Regions from separate parts of the Sus scrofa genome. Here region 1 is linked to region 2. A link is a contact called in public Hi-C data. All regions are on one chromosome and are shown on one strand. Each heading gives the region's core, a stretch centred on a gene start, on an enhancer-like site or on the middle of the called end of the contact. The rest is flanking DNA. Distances are from core to core; before and after follow the strand shown. Region 1 overlaps PARP16 (mono [ADP-ribose] polymerase PARP16). Region 2 holds the start of CILP (cartilage intermediate layer protein).

The links. Hi-C and Micro-C count contacts between places; a contact is called where the count stands out from the background.
Region 1: a contact with region 2 is called in a Hi-C map of skeletal muscle, with 2.7 times the contacts expected there. The contact joins the enhancer-like site here to the promoter of CILP in region 2. A contact is called at or near these places in 5 of 47 Hi-C or Micro-C datasets (heart right ventricle, retroperitoneal adipose tissue, skeletal muscle and 1 more) and 1 of 2 datasets of contacts at active chromatin or transcription factors (skeletal muscle).

What each region holds. Positions count from the first base shown.
Region 1 is chr1:163,292,751-163,299,673 of Sscrofa11.1, reverse strand. PARP16 (mono [ADP-ribose] polymerase PARP16) reads left to right here. Exons shown (of 4, transcript XM_021100127.1): 2 at 2,461-2,632; 3 at 4,047-4,188; 4 at 5,509-6,896. The coding sequence ends at 5,644. Among named protein-coding and RNA genes, the nearest start is that of PARP16, 24 kb to the left of the region's middle. Within about 2 kb of position 5,548, at least 13 of the 83 cell types and tissues checked have an H3K27ac peak or open chromatin away from gene starts, as enhancers often do. A contact at or near this core is called in retroperitoneal adipose tissue, skeletal muscle and subcutaneous adipose tissue, where this site is marked.
Region 2 is chr1:163,247,552-163,254,196 of Sscrofa11.1, reverse strand. CILP (cartilage intermediate layer protein) reads left to right here and starts at 1,761. Exons shown (of 9, transcript NM_001348903.1): 1 at 1,761-1,838; 2 at 3,622-3,792; 3 at 6,047-6,139. The coding sequence starts at 3,705.

The DNA of each region.
Region 1 (6,923 bases), core at 4,299-6,798, 42 kb before region 2:
TTGCTCAGTGGGCTAAGGATCTGGCATTGCTGTGGGCTGTGGTGTAGGGCGCAGACATGACTTGGATCCTGTGTTGCTGTGGCTGTGGCATAGGCCAGCAGGTGTAGCTCCAATTTGACGCCTAACCCGGGAACCTCCATATGCTGTGGGTGCAGCCCAAAAAAAGCAAAAAAAAAAAAAAAAAAACACCTTCAATCCCTGGCCTGGTTACTTCCACATGCCATGGGTGCGGCCAAAAGAAAATAAGAAAAATGCCAATATCTGGCTGGATTCCCAACCAATTAAATCAAAATCTCTGGGAGTGGGGCCCAGGCATCAGTATGCTTTTAGAGCTTGCCCGTGATCCCAGTGTGTGGCTGTCCCCTGCTCCTCAGCATGATCCCTGGAGCAGTGGCATCCACATTACCTGGGAGCTTGTTGGACATGTGGCATCTCAGGCCCATTCCAGACTACCTGATCAGAAGTCATACTTTAACAAGCTCCCAGGTGATTCATATGCATATTGAAGTTTGGGAAGCACTTGCCGAGAGGGGACACTCCCAACTGTCGGCTCTTGGAGGAATTGAGGGAGGTCCTTTCCCTCCCTCCTTGAGCTCCTTTCCTCCCTTTTTAAGGAGTCAAAACAGCATCAACCACCCCTTTGGTGCCTGGCACTTAGTTTGTCCCTCAGGGAGATGTAGGAGAAAGAACATAGATAAGAGGCAGAAGGACCACCTTTGCAGCTCTGCTGTCCTGGGCAAATGTATTTAACCTCTTGGAGCCTCGGTGCCCTCATCTGTAAAACAGGACGCCACCGCCCACTTTCTGGTGTCCAGAGAGGATTGAAACAGTTCACGTATACAAAGGGCTCTTCCTGTCCTTGAGTACTAAGGAAGCAGTGGCTGCTTTTAGAGGCTGGTGGAGAGGGACTCTGGTGGTTGGAGGGCTGCAGCCTTTCCGCCAGTCATGCCAGCATCTGCCTTGTCTGGGGTGGTGGGCTGGCTCCATGAACTGTGGGCTTAGTTGTGGCTGATGGCGTCCCAAGCCTGGAGAGACTTTCCCAGAACTGCTGCAGCTGATTAGCGCAGTTGGGTTTTGCTGAGGATGATGGCCTTGTTTACCCTGGCTCCTAGCTTATTACCACAGCCAGGCTACTGGAATCCAGGGGGCCTCGGCTTCACGCCAGAGCAGCCTGGAGAAGTTGCCTGCAGATTACACTTTTGTAACTAAACCTTCATTTCAACGCCCGAGGGAGTTTGTTCCTTAGAAGCATCTCATTACACCCTTTGGTGAAGTGGGTGCTCTCCTGGCCTCCTCTGTCTGGGATTTCAGTGAGAGCCTTGCTTGAGGGAACCTCTCTGCCAGCTGAAGCTCTGAGGTTGTTTTCGTGGTAGAGATATGCCAAGTTTCTCACTGTTATGCTCCTCTGCTGATGGTTCTTGAGTCTAGGGAATGGTGTATATGTGGTAGGCATAAGAAGAAATGGACATGGGGTCAGATCAGGGGACATCCAGTGTTCTCTGAGCCAGTATGAATGGTTGATATTTTTATGTTGGCATCGTAGTTGATTATTGATGTCTCCCCAGGGCAAAGAATGTGTTTTCTACCCCTGCTATAGCCTCAGTTTGCAGGTTTTTCACCTGAATTCCTTCTCTTTCAATCTGGCATCCTTCCTTATGGAGGACAGCAAGTTAGCACCCACCACCAGGGACCTGCCTCCTAGAATCTTGGACATTTTCTTGGTCCTCACCAACACAAAGAGCAAAACTTACCCTGCCTCTCATGAGGCTTGCCTTATTTGGTTACAGTTTCTGGTCTAAGAGATTCATTTCTTTTCCAAGTAATGACTCAGATTACTTCCCCTACTCAGGTGTGACTCCCTCCTCTGCATAAGGACATGACTTGGCTTCTGCAGGTCTGTCAGCGGAACCACGTTTAACACATTCATGCAGCAGGAAGTACTGATATGCTACAAATAAGAGCCTGCGGTGGAATGGCTGTCTCATTCTCTTATGCCAGGTGTTTTGTGTGGTGCTTTATGTGCATCATCTCATCAAATCCTCATCCATGTCCTTAGGAGGAGATGGTAATATCACCACTTTGTAGATGTAGAAGCTGAGACCCAGAGAGTTTATATGACTTGCTAGCTTGGTAGAGGGATAGGCAGGATTCAAATGTGGGTCTGTTTGGACTCTTACACCTGTGTTTTTCTTACTCAGCCTTGACCACTGGAGCTACTAGTTTGCCAGGTTAGTCAGCCACATCCCCAGTTAGTTAAACTGTTGTCAGATAGGAATGTGTTTTGTAATAACCCTCTAATGATGTCATAAGGTTATTTGCTCTTGAGCCTTTTGCTGGGGGAAAAAAGGCTTGAGGATTTTGTGTTAACAACTATGCCGAAGAAAGACCTGTGCCATCTTGCTTTGCCAGCTCTGCACTCACCCAGCCCTGTCTCTTTTCTGTTGACCTCTGCCATTCTAGACATCCTTGTTTGGGGAAGGGACCTACCTCACCAGTGACTTGAGCCTGGCCCTCATTTATAGCCCCCATGGCCATGGGTGGCAGCGCAGCCTCCTCGGCCCCATCCTTAGCTGTGTGGCTGTGTGCGAGGTCATTGACCATCCAGATGTCAAGTGCCAAACGAAGAAGAAGGGTGAGTGTGCACTTGGCCCAGGCCTGGGCTGCAGGCCCCTGGGTGTCAGGCTCTTGCCTTTGGCCCAGCTGTTGGGTGGAGCACCCATTGCATGCCAGAGGATGGGCTGGGTCCAGAGTGGTGTGGGACAAGGCCTGCCTTCAGGAAGCAAGCAGTCTCCTTAGAGACTGAACACACGGTGGTAAAGACACCACTTCCTGCAAGGCAGAGGGTAGGGAGTGCGTGAGGGTGCTGATGAGGTCCGTGGGGGTCCAGCTCCGAGGAAGGAGCAGTCACGTGGGGTCCAAGTGCTCAGGGAAAGCTTTAGGGGTGGAGAAGATGGATGTGAGTGTGTGAGGCCAGAGCACGAGCTCCTTGAAGGCAGAAACTGGGTCTCATTCCCTCTTGGGCACCTTGTGTCAGCAAGGCGCCTGCTACACACTTGACATTCAATAAATATTTGGTAAACTGAAGCCAAAGACTTGGGTCCACACCCTGTTCCTCCAGGCTGCTCTGGTGCCCGAGCCCTCAGAGGATGTGAGGGAATAAACTGAGGCCGTGGGGGTAAATCCTGGACCTTCTAGGGAGGGGATGACTAGTGGGCCACCTCGTTCCACTCTCCTGATACGTCCCCTAGACCTTTGCCCTGTGCGCCCTGGCCCTCGAAGGCAAAAGAGTCACAGAACCATCCTTCTAGTCTCCAGAGCTGGCCTGTTGGTTCCGCTGAGAAAAGGAGAATTGAGGAAACTGCCTGTTCCTGGCCTCTAATGTAAAACAACTGGAGTCCTGAGGAACAGGCCCAGGTCTGACGCCACTCTCCCAAACCAGACAGCATGAATATTCACTTTTATAATTCCTAGGATGTCTGCAAACCATGACATTAAACATCAGGGCAAAACCCTGCAACGTCTGCTGTCACGAAGCTTTGGCCTGTTGTAGGGATTTTTGTTGTTTTTTGGTTCTTTTCGATACAGCTTTCTCATGTTATTAAAAGGAAACGTTTTGTTTTGTTTAACAAGTCTTGGTACAAAGGGTGGAAGATAAGTGTTCTAAGAAGCTCGAGTCCAGAGTCGTTACTTTAAAATGCCTGCTAGAAGACTTGTTTCAGATCAAGTCCTATTTCTAGTTGCAGGTTATTTTTTTGTTGTGGCCCTCAAGCTGCTTACTCCCTCTGCTTCCCCCACTCAGTTTTGTTTTATATTTTTCTGTCATATCCCTTTTATTTTCCTATTCTGGCCTGTCAGAGACTCTCCTATTTTTAGTCCTCCTTCACACACACACACACACACACACACACACACACACACACAGGCCCTTCCTCAGCCTCCTGGGGTTCCTCCACCCTCAGGACCAGGAGACTCGACCCATTTCTGTTCACAATTTGCTTCCAGTTTTTTTTGCCCCTTGTAAAGTTGTGCTTTATCTTCTTATTCAGATTCCAAGGAGATAGATCGCAGGAGAGCAAGAATCAAGCACAGTGAAGGGGGTGACATCCCTCCAAAGTACTTTGTGGTCACCAATAATCAGCTCCTGCGGGTGAAGTACCTGCTGGTGTACTCGCAGAAGCAGCCCAAGAGGTGAGAAGGACGGTCCCTGCATGTGGTGCAGAACAACGAAAGGCTGCATTCACAGTATTGGGTTCTTAGTGATCAGCACCCTGCCCACCCCAGCCTTAGACCTCAGCTATGTATAAAGTATGTAAAGCACTGCACTCTGCTTTCTGTGAGAGGTAAGAGGTGAGGTATACAGGTCAAATAAAACGTGGTCCTAAGGGACCATATATGCTAGTGAAGAAGAGGGACTTAACTTGAGGGACTGAATGAAGCCAAACCCTTAGCCACCTAGGTTCCTGATTGCAGCCTGAAACCCACTGATTCGGTGGTGCTGAGAGGCAGGGTGGTGACTGGCTCTGGCTGGGATGGTGTACCACCTGGCTTGGTCACGTCCACCTCCGTGGCCGTCAAACCACCACCTACTCCTCTCTGGAACTGAGAGGTTTCATCTTTATCTCTACAATGAGAGTGTTGACCTTACAGTAGACGAGGCCTTCCAGCTCCTAGGATCTTGAGAAGGATGGCTTCCTGATCCATCTCAACAGGGTGGTGTTTGAGGGATGCAGGGCTTGCCAGGGTTGGGGGTCACTTGCCATCTTGTCCCACTGTTGGAGTCCATGAAGGAGTTTCTCACGGGGATGAGCAGCAGGTGAGACAGGGAAAGTGGTTATTGTTATCGTTAATAGTCCCGACTCCTACTTGTACACACAAGTGGTTTCCAGCCTTCAGGATTCAATAAACTTGTAAAATCTTACCCCTTAGATCTGGGAAATAGGCACAAGGTTCCTAAGTTTGGGGGACATTATCCTTTGGTTTAAAATCATCTGGCTCTTTCTACTTGAAAATTCCATTTCTTTCCCACTCCTTCCTGGAGTGTCTCTAGTGCACACTTGCATGGTTTAGATCATCTCCCAGTGGGCCAGAGAGGATTTCCCCTGCTCAAAATGATATCTGTGCATGTCTGAAAGTGAAAAGCCTTTTGCTAAGTACCCTGCACCTGCTGCCATCTGGTCAGACACCATTAGCAAGGTCATCCTTCTAGATACCAAAGTCTTGCTTAAGAAAAGACGGGTTACAAGAGGTACAAGAGGAGCTATAAAAGAAAAGATCAGGATGAGCTCATTGCATAGCTGTCTTTGTACATTTAGAAAATGTTCTGGTGAAAGGCGTGTCAGCATCAGGGCAAACAGTCCCAGATTTTTTGAGTGAAGGAGCACGCACAAAGCTTCATTTCATGGCTCAAATTCATCATTTCATCTTCTTTGAGCCAGAAGTGGTTGCATACACTTTGAAAAAATGTTTTTCTCTTTGTTCCAACATCACTCTTTTTTCCCCCTGACGCAGGGCCTCAAGCCAGCTCTCCTGGGTTTCCAGCCATTGGTTTACGGTCATGATATCCCTGTATCTGCTGCTGCTGCTCATAGTGAGTGTCATCAACTCCTCAGCTTTCCAACACTTTTGGAATCGCGCGAAGAGATAATCCTTCTGGGCTTGGTGTCGGGGCCATTTCAACCATGTGCCTTACGGTAACTTGCTCCAAACCTCCCGTGCCCCTTGTCCAGCCAGGTTGAGCCTGGGGACAGGTTGGGGACCAACCACAGGACAGTTTTCACATGCCATAAATGTATCCATTGCCTTTGATGATGCTCTCAGCCACACTCTAGTCAATGGAGGTCACTGATCCCTCACTCAGGTTTGGGGGGAGATCTCCTTCTGCTTCTTCCTAAACAGTCTTAGGGAGTTGGCTTTTTTTGCCAGGGCCAAAGGAGAAAGTCCTGCCGTATTTAAAAACAAAGTGTCCAGGCTGTCAGTGGGGTGTTTACAATCGCTTCTGGCGGACACTGGCCTTTTCTCTAATGCCTTCTGGAAGGCAGAAAATGTGTAGTGGGGACTATAAATCACTAGGCTGTTGCCTTGTTTTGACTTGAGACACCCAAGAGGAACAGTCATGTTTCTCATAAAAATCGGTGGGATCGTTCTGAATTCCATCAGCCTTTGTATGTGAGTGCAAAACACTTTCACAGTTTTCTCACATCGACAAACAGCCTTCTGCTACAGCTGTAACCCCTCTGCCCGGACCATGGATGAGAAAGGAAGGAGTCAGAAACCTGATAAAAAACAATGAGCAACTCAAGTTGTCTCTCTCTAAAAATTACCTACTACTGATGACAGCTGAGACGGAACCAAATGTTTGTTTTCTGATTTTAAAAAAAGCAAAACAAAACAAAAAACACAACTCTGACAAATTCGTCTTTGTGAGCTGAGTAAAAGGGGAAATTTCTAAACCCAGAGCACCACTTGGCCCGTGTTTGCAGCCTCTTTCCTGGCCGTGTTTTAGGGAGGAGGATTTGAGCGGCAGGCCTGCCTCCTGCACTCGTTCTCACAAAGCTGCCGTGATTGCAGCTTGCCAGCCTTTGGTGCCACACTGCACGCCTTCTGTGGGCGGCTGGCCTTTGAGACAGGCCTGCGTCTCTGGGACTCGGCCTGGCTTTACACGTGCGGGAAAAGCCTCAGGCTGCTCAGAGAGCTGCAGTTCTACCTGCTGTGTTTGCTGCCCCTCCTTCCTGTACCATGTCAGCCGTCATGGAACCCTATGTGATTTGGGTGATTTCTGTAAAGGTGGAAAGTCATTTTTCTATAATTTGTAAAGTTGTGAAAAAGCCACTATCATGGTTTTTACATTGAATATTGGAACATTTCAGAAATAATAAAGGTATTTTCCTAATTTCCAAGTTGTCTTTGTGAACTGCTTTTAGCCT
Region 2 (6,645 bases), core at 512-3,011:
GTCCTTTGATCACACTGTTATGGCTCAGCCTCTGTCTGTCTGTCTGTCCACGGACCAGAGAGTTCTTAACGGGCTTCACTCAGTTCAGACTTTGACTTCAAACCCTATGGCTGAAGCTATTCATGGCTTGGCTCTCACAGTAACTGACCAGACTGGGTCTAGCTACATGATCTATGGGCCAAAGGCTGAGGCTCGAGAGGGAGACCAGAGTGCAGGAGAGAAAGCAAACCAGCTCTGTGTCCCAGTTCTGCTTAGGGGCTGTCACTGCTCAACGTCCTTCTTCCATCCATCCTCTCCTCCAACAGCTCCTGTACAGAGTGATGATCCCTAAACCCTTGCTTACACACACACACACTCTCACACAGAGAGAAAGTCACAGACACATAATCACCAAGAAAAGCATAGCACACACAAGCATACACGCACACACACAGAGCTCTCTGGATGAGGACCTGCGCTGCTGCACTGTGGGATCATTTCCATGCGATTGAGATGCATGGAAACATCTTCCCCTCATGGCCTCCCAGTGCCCAGCCTAGAGCCTGCCCCAAAAAGGAGCACAATGAGGGTGTGTGGAACGAGTGAGCTGACACTGGTGTGGAGGTCCACACAGGCCAGGCCAGATGAGCCCGGGACATAAGGCAGGCCTTGGCAGCCTCTGCTGTCATCCGTGGTTCACCCCCTCCTCATCTTCTGCCTCCAACTGAGACTCTGTCATTGTGTGGTCCATTAACGAGCTGCATCAAAATCACCTGGGAGCTTGTTACAAATGCAAAGTCTTGGGCCTCACCTCAGACCTACTAAGCTAGAAAATCTGGGTGTGTTTTAATAAGCCCTCCAGAGGATTCTAATGCATGCTAAAATTATAGAACCACTGCCTGTGATGACAGGCAAACTCATGTTGTGGAGGAGGTGGGTGAAGTCTGGAAACAGGCAGCTGCTTACGCCCCCTATGGGTAAGGCTGCTTGCTGTTCATTGCTGGTAGGCGCCCACATTGCAAGTCAGACACATACTCTCTCTCTCTCTCTCTCTCTCTCTCTCTCTCTCACACACACACACACACACACACACACAGACAGGCATATGAACCTTTGGTGGGATCGCAGAGCATCCAGATGCAGGGGCTCCTCTGGGGTCCAGCAGGTACAGGCAGGCACCCACATGGAAGAAGGAAAGAGTAGGGACGAACTATTCTCGTCCTGTGACCTCCTGACCCCCAATCCTCTGTCCCTTCTCCCTTCTGAGGTTCCCTAAGTGCTCCCTCAGACTCCAAAGAGGCTGTGACGTTGCCCAGCTCAGTCTAGGCACCCCCAGGCTGAGAGGCCAGTGACCTGTGTGCCTAAGAGAGTTTGGAGTATGTGCTAAGGCCAGCAAAGTTGTTTCTCCGCATGGGCAGGCCAGGGCCAGGGGAATGTGGGGGATCAGCAAGCAAAGCTTAGGCAAGAGCATACCACCCCCTGAGCCATGAAATGCTACCCAGATGTAGAATTCCCCTTGGCCCCTTTCCAAGGCCGCTCAGTGCCCACCCTGTCTCCCCACCCGTCCCCCTGCGCTGGCCTCTGGAGCCCCAGGCGCCTGCCCACCTGGCCCATCCCCAGGCCCTGCGGCATCTCCCCCTGAGGATCTGGATGTGAAATCCTGGCCTCTGGAAGCTGCAGGGGATGTGAGGGGAGGGGGAGGCTGAGCTTCCTCAGGCTCAGATCTGGTTTCGCTGCCGCTTCCCGTGGCGCACTGCCACAGGCTGAGCCACCAGCTGTGCTATATAAGGCCCAGCGGCTGGACCTGCTGCAGAGAGGAAGACTTGGACCCCCAGCTGAGGAGGCCTGCTCAGGACACGGTGAGCCCCTCTCCTATTCTCCTCAGCTCAACCCTGCATCCCGCTGCCCGGCTCAGCTCTTCTGCCTTCCTGTGACCACCCCTCATCTCCCTCAGAGAGGGCTCCCCTTTCCATTTCAGAGTTCTCTCTGTTCCCACATTGACCCAGAGTCTTCTCCCTCCCCCACCTGAGGCCAGGGGCTCTCAGATGGTCCCAGGCATGGTCTCCGTACCTCCAGGCGTTCTGCTTTTTTCCTGCGGGCCGCCACGCTCCTTTGTCCCAGAGTCCTGAAGCCCATGGGGTGGGGAGCCTCACCAGCAGAACTTATGCTGAGGAAACTTCCGTGGGCTGCCAGATGGGAAATGGATTTTCCACAAGGTGCCTCAGGCCACCTTCGCCTTCCAGACAGTCTCGGAGTGGTCCCAGACTGAGTGCTGTGCAGGTCCGCTGAGTGCTTAGCTCTCTGCTCAGAGCCCGGGAGCTTGGAGTAAGACAACGCAAGAACTGGAGATTGCGGGGAACACCTGGGCTGAAAACCAGGTGGTGGTGGAGTTAGTGGGCTTAGAGCTAGATGGTCTGCCGTGTGGGATCAGTTTGTTCTTCTTCTGGGACAGCCAAGTGCTTTTGAATCCTTTTTTTTCCAGAAAGGAAGAATCTGTCTTTCCCCACCACACCCTGGGCTTTGGAGGTTGAAGGGAACCACTTTTGAATCTCCAGGAACTGATCAGATTCTGGCTCAGTCAGAGCCCTGGGGAGAAAGATTGAGCAGGAGCCTGGGCCACTCCCCATGGGTCCTTGCCCTATTGCCAGGCCTGCTCTCCTCTCCCTGCTCCTGCAGCCCCTAACCCACACTTGGTGGTTACTGGGGGGCCCTGCCCTCTCCCAGTAGGTCCCCTCTACTCTTCCTCAGCAGGCTGCTGGCTGTGTAATGCCTAGTCAGGCCCTAAACAAATATAGGCCAGTGATGTGTTCCAGCTGCAGCCTGTGCACATCTGGGAATGTATTCATGGATGTGGTGTGTCGAAGCATCTGCACCTTCCAGCTTGCCTGCCTTGTGAGGGGCCTCTATGGTCAGGGCAGGGGCTGCACAGCCTTCATAAGTAGCTGTGTTGTGTAAGAGCATGAGCCTCTCTAAAGGGTAGGCAAAACATCCCCCCAAGCCCGGGTCTTGGAAGTGATTAATGAGTCACCCAGAGGCTGCTGAGGGTGAGCCCAGGCCCCTTCTCTCTGGCAAGAAACCTCCCCACCCCTACCCTCCTTGTACTGCATCTCAGACCTGACTTTTTTTTTTTTTTTTTTTCTTTTTAGGGCCGCACCTGCAGCATATGGAAGTTCCCAGGCTAGGGTTCGAATCTGAGCTGTAGTCACTGGCCTATTCCACAGCCACAGCAACACCATATCCGAGCTGCATCTGTGACCTACACCACAGCTCACAACAAGGCTAGATCCTTAACCCACTGAGCAAGCAAGGCCAGGGATCAAACCTGCCTCCTCGTGGGTTTGTTTCTGTTGAGCCACAATGGGAACTCCCTGGGACCTGGCTTTGAGTGCAAATATTTGGGTGGATTTGAAGGGGATGGAGAGGTTCCTCACCCACCTCAGCCAGTAGATGCAAAGAACTAGTGAAACTTCCTCAGATTCTGACTCTGCATCTCCCAAGCAGCCCAGATTTGCAACTTGGGCAAGGAGTCACAAGACTTCATTCTGTCTACCCTTCACCCTTGATATGTTAAAAAATAGTTCTGCTTAATCCCTAAGAAGTGACTCAGAAACATGGAACCTGACAAACTTTGTATCTTTACAGGTCATTGATCTGAGAAAAGTCTCAGGGGACCAAGTTCCAGGGATAATCCATCTTTGTGAAGGAACCCTCATTCATCTCCTGCCATGTTCTCCACGGGACCTGAGGGAAAGATGGTGGGGACCAAGGCCTGGGTGTTCTTCTTCCTGGTCCTGGAGGTCACATCTGTGTTGGGTACAGGCTAAGTATCTCTGTCTCTCTCATCTCCCATTTGCAATAGTGAAGTCACATCTGTTCTGAGACCCAACTCTGTGTCTGCCTTAAGCCACAGAGGTGGCACTAAGACCTGAGGCTGGTTTATCTATTTATTCATAATTTATACCCTTCTCTTTTTTCCCTAAGGGATTTGAGATAGTTTTGAATATTATAACTCACAGGGAGTTCCCTGGTGGTCTAGTGGTTATGACTTGGTGCTTTTACTGCTGCAGCTCCGGTTCAGTCCCTGGTCTGGGAACTGAGATCCCACATCAAGCCACTACATCCCCATCCCAAAACAAAACAAACTCACAGAACAGAATCTTTTAAATGAGGAGAAGGATAAGCTATCACTTGAAAGGAGAAAAAAAGATGAGAGGGTTACCACTGCCCTGAGTGCTAAATTTAGCTCTGAGCTTCCTGAAAGCCAAAGCAGAAGGGAATCACAAGGGGTTACTGAGTTCCCACAGGCAGATTGGGGATTTTCTGGTTTTAGTTTGATGAAAATTCATTTAGACCCAATATCCAAACTTCACAGAACCCCTTTTGGTTCTCTGACCCCATTCTCTGGTGACACTGAGTTCTCGAGGGAACAGGTGGAGAGAATTTGGCTGGTGAGCTCCTTGAAGCATCTAAGCATACTCTCTCCCATCTTTCCTTCCTTTCCTGATTTCTAGCCACCTACTCAGATAAAAAAAAAAAAAATAGAAAAAGAGAGAGATCCTGTTGTAAAGCTGCAAGCACTGCAGGCTGTCAGCATTTTGCCAAACCCTGTATGTGCCCACTTCCTGCCTTGCTTTTTCTTTCTTTCTTTCTTTTTTTTTTTTTTTTTGTCATCTTTTTACCTTTTCTAGGGCTGCACCTGCAGCATATGGAGGTTCCCAGGCTAGGGGTTGTATCAGAGCTGTAGCCGCCAACCTAAGCCACAGCAACGCGGGATCTGAGCTGCGTCTGCGACCTACACCACAGCTCCGCCAGATCTTTAACCCACTGAGCAAGGCCAGGGATCGAACCTGCAACCTCATGGTTCCTAGTCAGATTCGTTAACCACTGCGCCACGATTGGAACTCCCTGGCTTGCTTTCTCTACCCTGACAGCTGCTGCTGGTGAGGATGATAAACATTCAACCATCTGAGGGGAAATCAGAAGAGTTTGATTAAAAGAGCTCCTATCACCCCAATTAAGCAGCATAGAGAATTCTGATTTGACTTTCTCACTTGAGAGTTAATTGCCTTCCAAAGCTTTGCAGCCCTATGTTGTCTTTTATCCTTCCCACTTTGGAGCCCCCAACCAAGCCTCAGCTGGGACGGAGCTGGAGGCTTATCGCCTGTAGCCTGAGTGCCCTGTACCCTTCCTCAGACAGATTCTGCCAGCCTGGGGTCAGAAAATTGAGGTTGACTCCTCCAATTAGACCATATGAATTCTTTAGGGGAGAGTGGATTCCCAAAGCCAGACTTTGCCAGAAGAAGGAAAATGGACATCTCTTGTCCAGGAATTGAGTTAAAAGGAGTTACTAACACTTAGCAAGCATTGTGTGCTAGGCATTGTCTTAAGTAGATTTTACAAATGAGCTTATTTAATCCCTATAAACCTCTGGGATAGGAACTATTTATTATGCTCACTTTATGATGAGGGGTCAGACGCCTTAAGTTTCTGGCCCAAGGTCACACTGTCAGGAAGTGGCAGAGTGTCTGGTCCTCACAGTCTCAAGCTCTGTATACTTCACAGATATTGTGTGGTAACCTCATGGAATTCTCATGCCAACTGGACCACCACTCAGGCGGTGGCAACTAACATCTCTATTTCCAGATGAGGAAAGTTAGTTTTCATTCTGCCGAGAAGGACAGGCTCAGAACCTAAAGTAGGAGCCCCAGCTCACTAGCTGCTTGACAGTATCCGATGGTCCATTTCTAGGACAAGAGCAAAAAGAGAAACACCATTTGTTGAGCAGGCACTGCATGCCATGTCCCTTTACCTTCACCATCACCCTGAATATGCACCAGGACCCTGTGATGTGGCAGTTGCTGATGCAACTCTATTTTATGGGAAAACAGATTTAGAGGAATAAAGCTTTTGTGAAGTCACATAGCCAGTAAGTGGCAGAGTAAGGATTTGAACCTTGCCCAGTGCTTATGCTCTATCCCCTATATCACACTGCTTCCCTACATCTTGAGAGGCTGGTAACAAGACCCTGCTGGGCCCTTGCAACTAACAGTCTCCTCCTGGTCCTCAGGGAGGCAGATGATGCTCACCCAGTCTGTGAGAAGAGTTCAGCCTGGGAAGAGGACCTTCAGCATCTTTGCCACGCCTGCTGACCCCCTGGACAGTGAGTTGTGGCTGGAGCAGGGAGGGGCCGGGGGAGGGGTGACCTTGACTGAGCTTGCTCAGAGATTCTCTGCAGCCAGGGAACACTGTCAGGGTTCCATAGAAACTCACTTTAAAAAGCACTGGACCTACATCTCTGTCCAGGCAGAGGGACCGAGTACATAGGAGAGCTCAGAATCATGAGGCTGCCCGACATATTCCAGGAATGCTGTAGGGCTTGCTGGGGCCAGAGCACAGGCAGGGAGAGAAGGGGAAGATAAGAATGGAGCGATACTTGGGGCCAGCACACCAGCACCTGAGTGCCCCGCTAAGAGAAGTAAAGCCGAGAGTGATGGGAACCAAGCCACGTGGATAAAGCTCACCCTGACCAGAGTGTTGAAGCTGGAGGTAGAGACAGAAGGCAGGAAGATGTGACATGGTGCAGCTAGGCTGCCGAGAGCTTTAACAGAGCCTTTGGCAGTGGGTTTGCAGAAGGGTAAGAGACCACAGAGGTGCTGTAGGGCCTGA